Linked DNA regions of Zea mays: region 1 is linked to region 2. A link is a contact called in public Hi-C data. All regions are on one chromosome and are shown on one strand. The core of a region is the stretch at or near the end of the contact, and the rest is flanking DNA. Distances in the headings are between cores, read along the strand shown. Region 1 holds the start of LOC103640633 (putative pentatricopeptide repeat-containing protein At3g25970). Region 2 has its middle 110 kb from the start of LOC111590781.

The links. A called contact is a pair of places that touch in the nucleus more often than the background predicts.
Region 1: a Hi-C map of ear shows a contact between it and region 2, with 4 times the contacts expected there. The contact joins the promoter of LOC103640633 here to the enhancer-like site in region 2. A contact is called at or near these places in 3 of 25 Hi-C or Micro-C datasets (ear and root tip).

Annotation. Positions count from the first base shown.
Region 1 is chr1:181,020,751-181,027,456 of Zm-B73-REFERENCE-NAM-5.0, reverse strand. LOC103640633 (putative pentatricopeptide repeat-containing protein At3g25970) reads right to left here and starts at 1,352. Exons shown (of 1, transcript XM_008664090.3): 1 at 1-1,352. The coding sequence starts at 1,277.
Region 2 is chr1:180,583,061-180,589,684 of Zm-B73-REFERENCE-NAM-5.0, reverse strand. It overlaps the pseudogene LOC103645083. Among protein-coding and RNA genes, the nearest start is that of LOC111590781, 110 kb to the right of the region's middle. Within about 2 kb of position 4,819, at least 8 of the 20 cell types and tissues checked have an H3K27ac peak or open chromatin away from gene starts, as enhancers often do. A contact at or near this core is called in ear, where this site is marked.

The DNA of each region.
Region 1 (6,706 bases), core at 103-2,602, 440 kb before region 2:
ACGACCAAACTGTGTACTTGTCTACCTAGCCGAAGTACAGCAAGGTCTGAGCAAGACCTCAGAGCAGCAGAGAGCCCAAACTCATCTGTTCTAATATTCTCTGCCCGCATGCATCTGAAGAATTTCAAAGCATCAGAACTCAAACCGTGATGTGAATATCCAGTTAGCATAGAGTTCCAGGAGACTGCATCCTTAAAAACCAAAGAACTAAAGCAGTTATAAGCATCCTCCATCATGCAGTTATCAGCAAACCTAGTGTACATGGCGATCATAGCATTGCAAACAGGTGTGACTCCTTCCAACCCAAACTTGATCACCAAACTATGAATCGATCTCCCTTGCTGATCATCACACCCATGCTCCGAACAAACACTTATGGCACTTGTAAAGCTATACATGTCAGGCTGGATTCCACTCTCTCTCATCATCCTGACAAAGAATCTCATTGCCTCATCGTCCAGCCCATGGTAAGCGTAGGCTCCTAGCATAGAATTCCATGATATCAGATCCCTGCTCTCAATTCCATCAAAAATCTTTCTAGAGTCTGCAAGCGCATCACACTGTGAGTATGCAGTGATTGCTGCATTCAGCGCTACCAACCCCAACGCAGAACCATACTTCACAATCTTGCCATGCAGCTGCCGCATCAAGGAATACCACCTTGGGCCAGCAATTGTCGCGAGTAAGACAGCAAATGTCGTACCATCCGGGACCGACCCCACCCTCTGCATCTCAAGAAACAGCTCCATTGCTTCTGCCGGCTTCCGAGAGTCCGTATACCCAGCAATGATCGCGTTCCAAGAAACGATATTCCGCACTGGCATTCCATCGAACACCCGGCGAGCATCGCCCAAGCGGCCACATTTCGCATACACATCGAGCAACGCACTCGCAGGGAAGACGTTATCAGCGAGGCCGCACCTGACGGAAAATGACTGCAGCTGGGCGCCGAGCTCAGGGCGTCGCGCGGCGGCCGCGGAGCGGAGCGCCGAGCCGAGGGCGAAGGTGCTGGCGGCGAGCCCCCGCGCGTGCATGGCCCGAAGCAGGCGCCATGCGTCCCGGTGCGCTCCAGCCGCGACGTGCGCGGCAAGGAGGGAGTTCCAGGAGGCCGCGTCGGGGTGGGGGATCTCGTCGAACACCCGGCGCGCGGCGGCGAGGCCAGTGGCGGAGTACGCTGTGAGGAGCTGGTTCCAGGGCGTGGGGGAGGAGGCGCCGGACTTGAGGAGCGTGGCGTGGGACTTGGCGGCAGCGAGTGCGTGGTGCTGGCGGCGGTGCATGCGCAGCTATACAGGCTACGGTGGCGGTGGATGCGTCCCCGCGCGTGCCGTGCGCGGGCATTTGCGGAGCCGGGAGGCAAACGTTAATAACCTAAAATTTTTACCCCAAAACTGATTATTAAAAGTAGACTAAAAAGTTTTAAGAGTAAATTATAATGTGTACTCCAACAGTTATTTTAAATATGATATGTGGCGTAATCCGTCGGGAGGCTGATGATGATTTGATACGTTGAGAAATTGATTGGAGAGGGATAGAACACACCAAAATATGAGGGAGGGGAGACTGTGGATGCGGGACACCAATTTTTTAGGAAAAAAATGAGGGAGCTATTGAAGTAAGAAAAAACACTATTCTTGATTAATATCTGTTTTGGGTTAATTTACTCGTTCTTTTAGAGTTGCTCTAATAGTGTCCTACTTAGACTAATCCGAGGTTACTTGAATGAATAGCATTGAATCTATGCATGTGCTCACTATGAACATATAAACAGAGGTGATTAGGATGACATATCGTTGCTCTGTAGTGGAGGAGACGGATCCGATCCTCGCCCACCATCTCTAATCCCGACGCTGTCGTCCTACAGAGGTGGCTTGGACGTCGAGATCCGAGGCCGCAGTGGATTGTAGCGTTTTCAGGACGTTTAGGCGATGGGGCCTCTGGGAACTAGAGTTTTAAGACGAGGTATTAGCGTTAGTCTTTTCTGCGACCCATCAGTTCTATATTTATAGCATTGTGTGCCTGCGGGCTTTAATCAAGGTTAACGTGGGTCCTCTCGATTAAGGGCTCGATTAAAGAGACGATAGTTGGATTAAACTTAATCCGGTCTCTATTAACCGGCTGTAGAGGACACATCCATCATCAAAATCAAATCATACATTGTTAGATGACTGCTCTGTTGGTGTTGCCATAGGGGGCGAGGGCAATGGCTTGCTGCAAATAAGAAGGTACAACCGAAGCAGGCTGATGGCGGCTTGCTGGACGAAGGCGCGGAAGCCGGTTCACGAATCACGATGACGAATTGACGACGGAGTGATGGACTGGTGCCTCTGCTGGTGGAGTGCGAGAGTCCGGGGCTGGCCGCTGGCGGCGTCGAGGGCTCGCCACTCGCAGTCGAGGTCGGGGCCACCGCCGAGCCCGAGCTACTGGTGAGTGGAGGCCGGGGCCGGCTGCGAACTAGATGGAGTGGCTGGTGGGCGGTGGCAGTTAGAGATGGCAATGAATAAATAATCATTGGTTACTAATATCTATACTCGTACCGACGACATAAAAATAACTTTATCGAATCATCCATATACACTGATATATATGGATTTACCCTCATATTCATACTCATACCCATGTGAGTATAAGGGCCCGTTTGGCACAGCTCCAGCTCCTGATTCTAAGCGAGGATCTGGAGCAGCCGTGCCAAACGGGTATTTTTTTAAACTGATTCTCGTGTGCAGCTGAAAGATCGGAAGTCGTTTTTGTGAAAAAAGGTGGGATCTAAAAAAACCTGCTCCACCCTCCCTTAAAACAGCTCCTCAACCAACCAAATATGGACCTCCCCTTAAAGTTTAATCGAAATTACCCGCAATTGCCATTGGACAAAAACATAACGAGCCAATTTATGGATTAAACATTTAAGACCATTTTATGCACTACTATGATGGGAATATTTTATATGTTATTGTTTCATATTTTTTTTCTGTATATGCATCCTACTTATTGGTTTGTAACAAAGTTGAACTTCAAAGGGTAAAACAGACAATCGCCACAGACCACCAACTCTCAGAAGACAAGAATCAGTTTACTTGCCAAACAATTTTAAAAATGATTCTGATTTTCTAGGAGAATCAGGAGGATCAGCTCCTCATGAGGATCAGGATCTGGAGCTAAAGAAGCAGGAGCTCGAGCTTTGCCAAACGGGCCCTAAGTCACCCATCGGGTCACCTGTACCTAAAAAATTAAACATCTATTAAAATATTATATTATACAAATGTCAAGTATATCAATCTAAATACCATTACAAAATTTCTAGTATCATTTAACCATCCATTCAACACATCAAAGATAATTAGATAAAATAGTAACATTAGAATAGTACTACATAGCACGTTACATGTTCCATTACATAGTCATTAAATTGTCGTTAAGCCTTCTATAACATAGTGACCTAAAAGGTTGTTAAATAATAAAAAAGATGGATGACTAAAGTCCAAGTCATGCTTGAGCTAAGTTTATATTGGGTTTTTTATACCCACGGGTTAACGGGTATGGGTGAAGGCGGAACGTTTTAATACCCATTTATCCGTTGGGTGAAGATTTTTGTCCAATAACAAACACATGGGTAGACTATTTAGCCCAAATACATACCCTGATGGAGTAAATATCCATCAGGTACTGGGTCACGAGTACCCATTACCATCTCTAGGGCCGCTGGGGAACCAGATCAGCTGACTTAGAGCATCTCCAATAGCTCCTCGGAAGTATCTTTTAAATCAAGTTATTTTTGGAACTGAATGGCAGTGCTTGCTTACCCTACCTCTTGTGCCTTGCAAGAAACAAAATTTAAAAAATCAGATATGCATGAAACTAAAATACCGAATGGCATGTTATAAATCACTAGTTCAAATTTTTGACATACCTTCGGTACTTGTACCTGCAATAGATTTTTGTTTTGTCCTTTTTTTTCCTCCTCTAGTGCTTTCCTTCCCACCTAAATTTTTGTCTCTTTGAACTTCTTATGCCGATCTCTTTTTTCTTTAATTGTGCATTACTCAATGTCTCCTTTGGTACAACAACATCAACCTGAGCTGCACTATTTTCAGCATTAGAAGGACCAGTGCATATATTAATTTTATTCTCATATAACATTCTTCCCATTTTTTTTTCTTTCAACTTGTGAATGCTATCTAACCAAGTTTGGTTTTCTACCTTTGTCCTCAAGATGGCAAATTCTCTTTCAAAAGTTTCCTTGTCCTCATACTCAAACATGTATGCACTAAAATCAGCAAGAGCATATATGCCTTTTTCCTTTTTGGTGAAGAGGCAAATGTTTGATAGCATTCTGCATTATGTGAAAGCTGCATAGTCCATGCCATGCCTCTTGAAACACTAACATCGTGTTTGGTTAGTGGAATGCTGCCTGTTTCCTTTTGGTGAGAGTTCGCATGTGGTTAATCCTTGGATGGATCGCTAGTATGCCAGTAGGCTTTGTGTACCTTTGAATCCAAGCCGCATAATCGATGATGATGGACAGGCAGTGACAACCTTCAGATGGAGACCATATCTGGCGATGCTTTCTGGAGACTTAGTCAAAGCAGCATTGGTTTCACTCGGTCATCCAACCAGGTAAGGGCTTGTTCGGTTATACCCCAATCCATATGGATTGAGGGGGATTGAGGGGGTTTCAATCCCTAGTAAGTTAAAATTCTCTCCAATCCGTATCAATCCCCTCCGATCCATATGGATTGAAAATAACCGAACAAGCCCTAAGGCGGATGTCTGCTCGTCAAGGTTAGTTGGGCCACAAGTTGGACGATCGTCCTCCATGCCAGGGTTCATGAGTTGAAGATGTGCCTGCTCTTCCGTCGCCTTCTATGTTGTACAACGTCTGCAAGTCTACTGTCTGTACATTCCGTCGCCTTCTATGTTGTACATTCTGTTGTGCACATGTCCGGGCAGCGCTGAATGTGATAGCGTATTCCCAACGTGAACTAGATGGCAAAAAAAAGAACTATAAAAGCAAACTCTTTCAATAGATGGTAGAGTTTTAGCTTTCTATCGATCGTGCTCAATAGATGGAAAACCAAAACCTTCATCCTGAAGTTCTATTTTACAATGGCACGCAAATTATTCAATAAAATATAAGTATACAATGATTACATTTTAAGTATAGAACAAAATTAAAAGAAAAAAGAGAGATGGAGAGAACATGTACATCAGTCCTTGTTTCTAGGAGAGATTGGTTAAAGCTATGGCTATATAACAAGGGTTGTACGGATTCATTGAAGGCAAGTAATAAGAATTATTTCCTCATATCTCTTCTCTAAACAAGTGGGCGCTAAGGGGTAAAACCTCGCCCCAACAACGGACTAAGACTACGACCTCCGTAGTTCAGAACCGGCCACCCTACCGCCCGACGCCCTTAACAACCTGGTATCACGATCCACGCTATCTAGTTCGTCCCGGGCCTCATCACCACAGCCTGCTGTCACACCACCTACACCTCCACAGCCAACACCCTGCATCACCAGCATGACAGACGCCAACTCAGCCCTGCAAGCGACCCTCGAATCGCTGGTTGCCACTGTCAAGTCCCTCCATTCGTCCGTGGAGGCCAACTCTTAGGCCATCCAGCATCTAGAAGCCATGCGGCCGCCGCCGGGATCGTCATCGTCCACCCCCCACTCCGAGATGGGGGATGAAAGTCGCCTAGAGGGAGGGTGAATAGGCAAATCTGAAATTTATAAAGTTTAAGCACAACTACAAGCCAGGGTTAGCGTTAGTAATATAATCGAGTCCGAAAGAGAGAGCGAAAACAAATCACAAGCGGATAAGAGAGAATGACACGGTGATTTGTTTTACCGATGTTCTGTTCTTGCAAACCTACTCCCCGTTGAGGTGGTCACAAAGACCGGGTCTCTTTCAATCCTTTCCCTCTCTCAAACGGTCACCTACACCGAGTGAGCTTCTCTTCTCAATCAAACGGGACACCAAGTCCCCGCAAGGATCACCACACGATTGGTGTCTCTTGCCTTGATTACAATTGAGTTGGAAACAATAAAGAAGGAAGAAGAAAAGCAATCCAAGCGCAAGAACTCAAATAAACACAATTGTCTCTCTCACTAGTCACTATTTGATTGGAATGATCTTTGGACTTGGGAGAGGATTTGATCTTTTGTTTGTGTCTTGGAATAAAGTCTAGAGCTCTTGTATGAGGTTTGATGGCTGAAAACTTGGATGCATTGAAGTGTGGTGGTTGGGGGGTATTTATAGCCCCAACCACCAAGTTGACCGTTGGTGAAGGCTTCTGTCGTATGGCGCACCGGATAGTCCGGTGTGCCACCGGACACTGTCCGGTGCGCCAGCCACGTCACCAGGGTGTTGGGTTCTGACCGTTGGAGCTTCTGACAACTGGGCCACGGGACAGTCCGGTGGTGCACCGGACAGGTCCTGTTTACTGTCCGGTGCGCCTTCTGCACCTGCTCTGACTTCTGCGCGCGCAGCCACGCACTGTAGCGTTTCACTGTAGCGTTGCAGACGACCGTTGGCGCGGTATAGCCGTTACTTCGCTGGCACATCGGATAGTCCGGTGCTACACCGGACAGTCCAGTGAATTATAGCGGAGGGGCTCCCAGAATTCCCGAAGGTGGCAAGTTCGGATTTGGGTTCCCTGGTGCACCGGACACTGTCCGGTGGCACACCGGACAGTCCGGTGCACCAG
Region 2 (6,624 bases), core at 3,570-6,069:
ATTGGTTCCATAACATTGCTTATGCAGTTTGGTTCTTTGTGTGTTTTTTCAATGCACTCATTTTTGTTGGGATCTCTTTCTACAAACCACCAATTGTATAATACATTTTCCAATTCGATATTTCCTCTGATCAAACACTATTCTATAATCAAGACATTGTATGTTGTCCAGACTCCAGAGAACATGAACTTTGAATATAGAGACTAAAATTTATTCAAAAAATAAACTTTTATACTTATAAATATCCTAATACAAATGATAAACTGTGAATCTAGCACCATGGCGACAGCGCGCAGGTGCGCGGGCAGCTACTAGTGCTCAGTGAGGCTAGCTCTCTCTCTCTCTCTCTCTCTATATATATATATATATATATATATATATATATATATATATATATATCAAGTAAGCTTCGTGAGCTTTGCGTCATGGCGCGTCCATGACCCGACTAAAAAACTAGAACAATGCACAAACAAGTATTTTCCAATCAATTGGCATTCACGGTTGTGATGAACCAGCAAGGCCTCCACATGCAGCATGCTTTGTTCAATTTTACTAGATAGGATACGTAGTCATTAGCGGCTCTGCTTATTGAATCTAAAGTCTAGTACAGAACAATGTTTATGAAATCTCAACGACAATATACAAATGCCCAAATTTCTCGGTAGACAGACGTATCAGGTACAAACTAAGTTTCCATACAAAGTTGAATTTGGCATTGTCACAAAGTTGGTTCATGATTCTAGAGAGCATTCATGACAAATGAGTGCTACATCATCAGTTTTGGATGACATGCACCAATGGTTTGTACACTTATAAACAAGATCAACACTAGAAAGCGATTATATATACTGCTACCAATATGCCAAGTATGCCATCCAAAATGCTACAATGCATTACTTCTTATGCTTCTCTTATGAAGAAATTTTGACACAAGAGACAATGACTCTGAGATATTGAAGGAAACCAAAACATCCACATATATAGACACGATAGACCTATGGCATCCGTTATAAAAGATCACATCCACATATAGTCCCAACTACCTTAATATCCAATCCCACATAGAGCCCATAATATCTTAACCGCAATCCCACATAGCCTGCGATGATGGGATTCACCGTCAATAAATCTCGACTATGTTAGCACAATTCACTACATATTTCTAGATTAGATCGAAGTCATCACTTCAACAAACATTAAACTATATATTAAACGCGGTAATAAAGCCTGCTCCCGTTCGTCCACGTCACCACTTGCCTTGCGAGCCACATGATCTTCATCTGACGTCCAATGAGTCGGCCTCTAGTTACAGCGTTAGAGCCTTCTTTTCTATATATTAAACGCGGAAGCAAAGCCTGCATCCCGTTCATCCACGTCACCACTTGCCTTGCTAGCCACACGATCTCCATCTGAAGTCCAATGAGTTGGCCTCCGGTTACAGCGTTAAACACATCATAGATGTACCCCAAGATGCAAAGGACGCGAAACACGATGAGATGACCAAAAGCTTCACTTTGCCTCACATATACAAGAACGAGAAAATGTGGTGGGGATCTTAGTTATAGGTTTTTTGGAAAGTTAGATAGTTACAGTTTAATATTTGTTGGGCTATTAGTCTAAGATTTAATTGTTTTATATAATTATTAATTACTTATTTTATTAAGAAGATATGCATATTGTGACTTTTTTGTTTTAATTTTGAAGTCTATTCGATCGACCCATGTTTTTGGTGGACTCTAATCTATCCTCTAACTCTTAGTGTCAACCGAATCAGTTGACTAATCATCACGATTTAATAGTTCTTTGGTAGCAGTAGTCTTTATGCATGACAAGTCGACAATGCAAACATGATACTACAGAAAAACATTTAATTTTGGTGGCTAGAGCCAGCTAAAAATAAGCATTTTCTACAAAAATTAACTTATTTTTGGTGGCACTACTAATTGGAAGTTTCTTGCCAAAAAATTGATTATTTTTCATGGCCACCGCTAAAAATAAGGATTATTTTCGGTGGCCATCGCTAAAAATAATCCTGATAGCCTTTATTTTCGGTGGCTAGCCTTGATCGTTGAAAATATAAGAGTTATTTTCAGCGACTAGGCCTAGCTGTCAAAGATAAAGGCTGGGCCAGGGGCGAGGGCGCAGGGGCGAGTGACGCGTGTGCCACAACGTCAGGGCGTGTGTAGCGACAACGACATGTGCTCGTTGGACAGTTGCACGGCCACAGGGCAACATTTACTGATACGAGATGAGCGGCATGGAGGAGGCACCTGGGCTTCTAAGGTACAAGGCGTTGGTGCAGGTCGGGGCGGACGACATAGAGGCACTGGGCTTATTAGCTAGATATGTAGCAAATGCAAGGATTACCAACCTCGATTTTGTGGTGCTAATGTTAGTTGAAAATGCTAACAATTGATCGATAATTACAAAATTTGTTCTCAGAGACAACCCATTTATTCATAGAGTCCTTCAATCAGGTAAACCTTTATAATTTTTCAACAAAATTCCAAAAAACTTGTTCAATTCTCTCGTATGACTTTATTGTAATGTTTGTAACACATGTTTGTTTTGTAAATGATGTTTGTCGTAGTAGCCTATTATGCATCATTGCTAATGGCTACGAAGAAAAACAACAAAATAGATGCTTGAGAAGTTGCAATGGATGAGTTACCATATCAAAGCTACCACCAAACAATCCACTCATCATTCAACCTAGCCTCGACTAGGCTACCCCCATCGCTGTCAGCCTGTCACCACCACAACCGTAACCTCACATTCATCAACCCTATCATGTCATATTTGTTGATTCGTATGTGATGCATGTCGACTCATACTCTTGTCATTGTAGTAAGCATGTTGTGCTACAATGATCGCTATGAGTGTCCACGTTGTTGAGTACGGTGTAGTAGTAGGCAGTATAGCTACATGTTCTTTATAGTGCTTGTGGTAGGCCTAGAACTCTAGACATGGCTATATGGACTATGGTACCAACGCACACCATTTAGTATTCATGGATACACCATAGCGATGGACATGCGCTATATTTTATTTATCTAGCACCACATCTTGTCTTGGTGAGGGGAGCACGTGGCGTCGGGACCGTCTCATCCTAGAGGAATCATGAGAAATGTTAGAGGATTTTGTAGGGCGTTAGGACATGGCTGGTTGGAGGCTTGGCCTCTACAGTAGAGGATCCCGAGAATGCTAGGTTGGTCCCACCCAGGCTCACTGTAGCTCTATCTTCTGCTGACAGAGTCTTAGAGGGCGCTTTGCTAGCATCGAAGGTACGTCTTCCCTCGGAAGTTGGCAAATATAGTGAGAGAGAAATTACTAACTTTCCAAGCTAAAAATAATATTGAAAATAGTTATAGAAGTGTTGGCATACGTTAACCTGATATTTTCTTATTCAAATTATCTAACTTAAAAATCATTTTTTCATTGGTTGGTCTGTTCCTATTCTTTTCTTGAGAAAAAAATCCTATCCACAATCCTTCTGAAAGTGCATCTAGCCCTTTGTGGGATTTGGTGTTTGAATGAAAACAAAATTAAATGACTAATCAAGCCTGTTGAGTGTTGAATAGGAACTTAGGTATGAAAGTGGATATCGTACAAGGATCAAGACAACGGATTGAATGTATATCACAAGAAGGATATTCAATGTACACTCAAGATGGTATGACTTAAGGAAGGCTTGATAATGTGAAGATAGCATGGAAATATGGCTTCGAAGAACTAAGCAAAGGAGATGGTAAAGAGGATTTATGTACCAAAGCTAAGGTGAAGAAGCAAGTAATTACATTGAGTCGAAGAACCAATCAAGTCCAAGAGAGGTCATGCTAAGGAGAGTAATCCTAAGTTGAATAAGGTTAAGCAGAATGGACATTGATTAAGTTGCTAGTCATTGAACTTGACTTGGAGTCAGTTTGGTAGACCAAGGACTAAGGTAAGGAATAACTTCGAGGAACTAAGTAAAGGAGAAGGTCAAGAAGATTGAGGTATCAAAAGCTAAAGTGAAGAAGAAACTGCTTGCAAGAGTCAAAGGTGATCAACATGTGAAGAGTTGTGTGATATTGAAGACGACAACATAAGAAGACGTGACTTGAATTCATCAGAGTAATTTATATACATTTGGATGGTTCAAGTCATAAGTCTCAAGAGGTACTAGCTCAAGAAAAGGACATGGTCACAAGATCAAGCTGAAAGTATCAAAGTTAGAACATGGAAGGACTTAAAAGTTGTGCTCACTTTGATTTTAGTGTTTGGGCCAGTCCTGAGTTTGGAAAGGTTCTTGATGACCATTATAGTATATTGGAACTCAAAGATGTGGCAGAATTGATCAGATTAAATGTTTGAGGTTCTAAGTGACAAATAACACAAAAGGATGCATGAAGAGATGAGGGAATTGGAATTGGAGAATTGAAAGTCGCCTAGAGGAGAGGTGAATAGGCGAAACATAAAATTTATCACTATATACAAAAACTCAAACCCTGGTTAGGCGTTAGAACAAGAAAACAACTTAATCGAAGCGAGGGAGAGAAGTTCTTGTTAGAGTTGCTAAATATGATTGTGAAATTACTTCAGGAGCAACACAAATGAGTTAGAATCAAGCGCAAGCAAGAGAACTTTAGAGTGAGGGTGAGGAAGAAACAAATCACAATCGAATACAACACAAAAGACATGGACGATTTCATTCTCGAGGTTCCGCTCTGAAGAACAGCATGTATGCACACGTTTCGTGCATGGGTTTGCTGAAATCTGAACTCCTGCTCCTATCAAGTGCAGAGGGAATGCGGCCAGAGGATGTGGGCCTAAGCCCAGACCTGAGATTCTTTAGGGCTCGAGACACCGCCACTGCTCAGGTCGTCCCGACGATAACGCACACGGCGATATACAAATGCCCGAGTTTCTCGGTAGGCTGACACCTGACTGTGCTTAATTTTGTTTGATGGTGTGCAGTACTGAAAAGCTCGTGTTTTTATCAAACCTTCCCGTACGTTTGGCAGATTGTGACACTATTCTTGCCATGAAACGTGGTGATCCCTCTCCACAACCACCCTGGAATGACGGTGTTCGGCAAGCTGCTCCTCGGGTCGATGCACATCAAGTCGTACGACTGGCTCCGCGCTGGTCCTGATCCTTCTGCGAGCACTACTAGTTCTTCATCCTCCGATGGTGAATCCATGTGGACCATGTCTGTCAGTAATGTACCGGAGGCACAAGAAGCTACAGCCACGGAGGAAGCAGAAGACGACGGAGCATATCACGTTTCGTACGCGGGAGCTGATCAAGCAGACTCCGTTGCGGGTGGACGGCCCAGAAGGAAGACTATGCCCAACTCTCGTTTGGTGGGCCCGGAATGGGTGAACTAATGATTTGTCAGCCCATGTAATAACGAGTACTTATTCCTCTGTTGTGGAGAAGTGGAACTCAAGAAAGAACATAATACCTATCACTACGTTCTATCTTCGTATTCATTCTTCCTCCCTCAACTCCTTCTCTACCTCAGCCGCCGTCTTTCTCCCGGCGTTGACAGTGTCGTATGGTTCTGCTCCTTAGCACTGTCGCCGGCGTGATCGTCTGTTTCTCTTGTTAACCCTCTGTAGAGCAGATAGATACATACACATGTTCTGATGTAGTGATGTCTAAGATCTTGTTCTGTTCCTGCGCAGTGAGGCTGGTAGAACTGGTGGTGGACGACGTCTTCACAGCGCCGTACGTGCGACACCTCCGTGCTATACCCGACGGTAGGAGGGAACATGCACCAGTTCACCGTCATGGCGAACTGCACGATCCTCGACGTCCTCGAGCCCCTTCCTCCATAGAGGAGGACAGGGACTGCACGTACTACGCGGACATACCATACACACACCATTCGAGTAAGTAACCACCCACGCACATCTTCCACCTCTGTAAATGATTTTTGCGTTCAATTGCTTCAATTGCTTAGTGGATGCCAATTGCCATTCCTTCGTTTTCATGTAATTACCAGCAGTACATGAGTTCTTCTTGCCGTTGCACTAGAGACTCACGTACGGGGAGACCGGTCCATGTCTATGCTTTTGCAGTGGCGGGCGCAGGCGGTGACCTCGACGGCGTGGACGTGGAGTGGGGCCAAGGCCGTCTAGCGTGGCTGGCGGAGATCGATGTTAAGAGTATGTGTATGTATTCTGTTAGAGGTTCGCTAGTTTACTGGTAGCTGTTGACTGGCTCCGTGCGTCTAGCAGCTCAGTCCACGCTTGATCCATGTAAACCGGATCAATTGATCCCAATCCATTCCTGTAACTCTGATATAAATAGAGGCTACTATCCCACGAGGATAGATGCGCAGTTCAGAAGAAACTTTTCATGGTACCAGAGCCTACGATCCAAAGAAATCGCCATGTCCACTTTCTCCACAACCACTAGCCTAGCCGCCGGTTTTAGCACCATGCCCACACCGGCGTTCAGCCATGTCGTGAGTGTGAAACTGAACCAGGAGAATTATCTTCTCTGGTCTGCCCAAGTCTTGCCGTACCTTCGTAGTCAAGGTCTTGCAGGCTACATCGACGGATCCGTGGTGCCACCACGACAAACCATCATCGCCGAACCATCAGAGGCGACAAGTGGACGCGCCATCGTCATCAA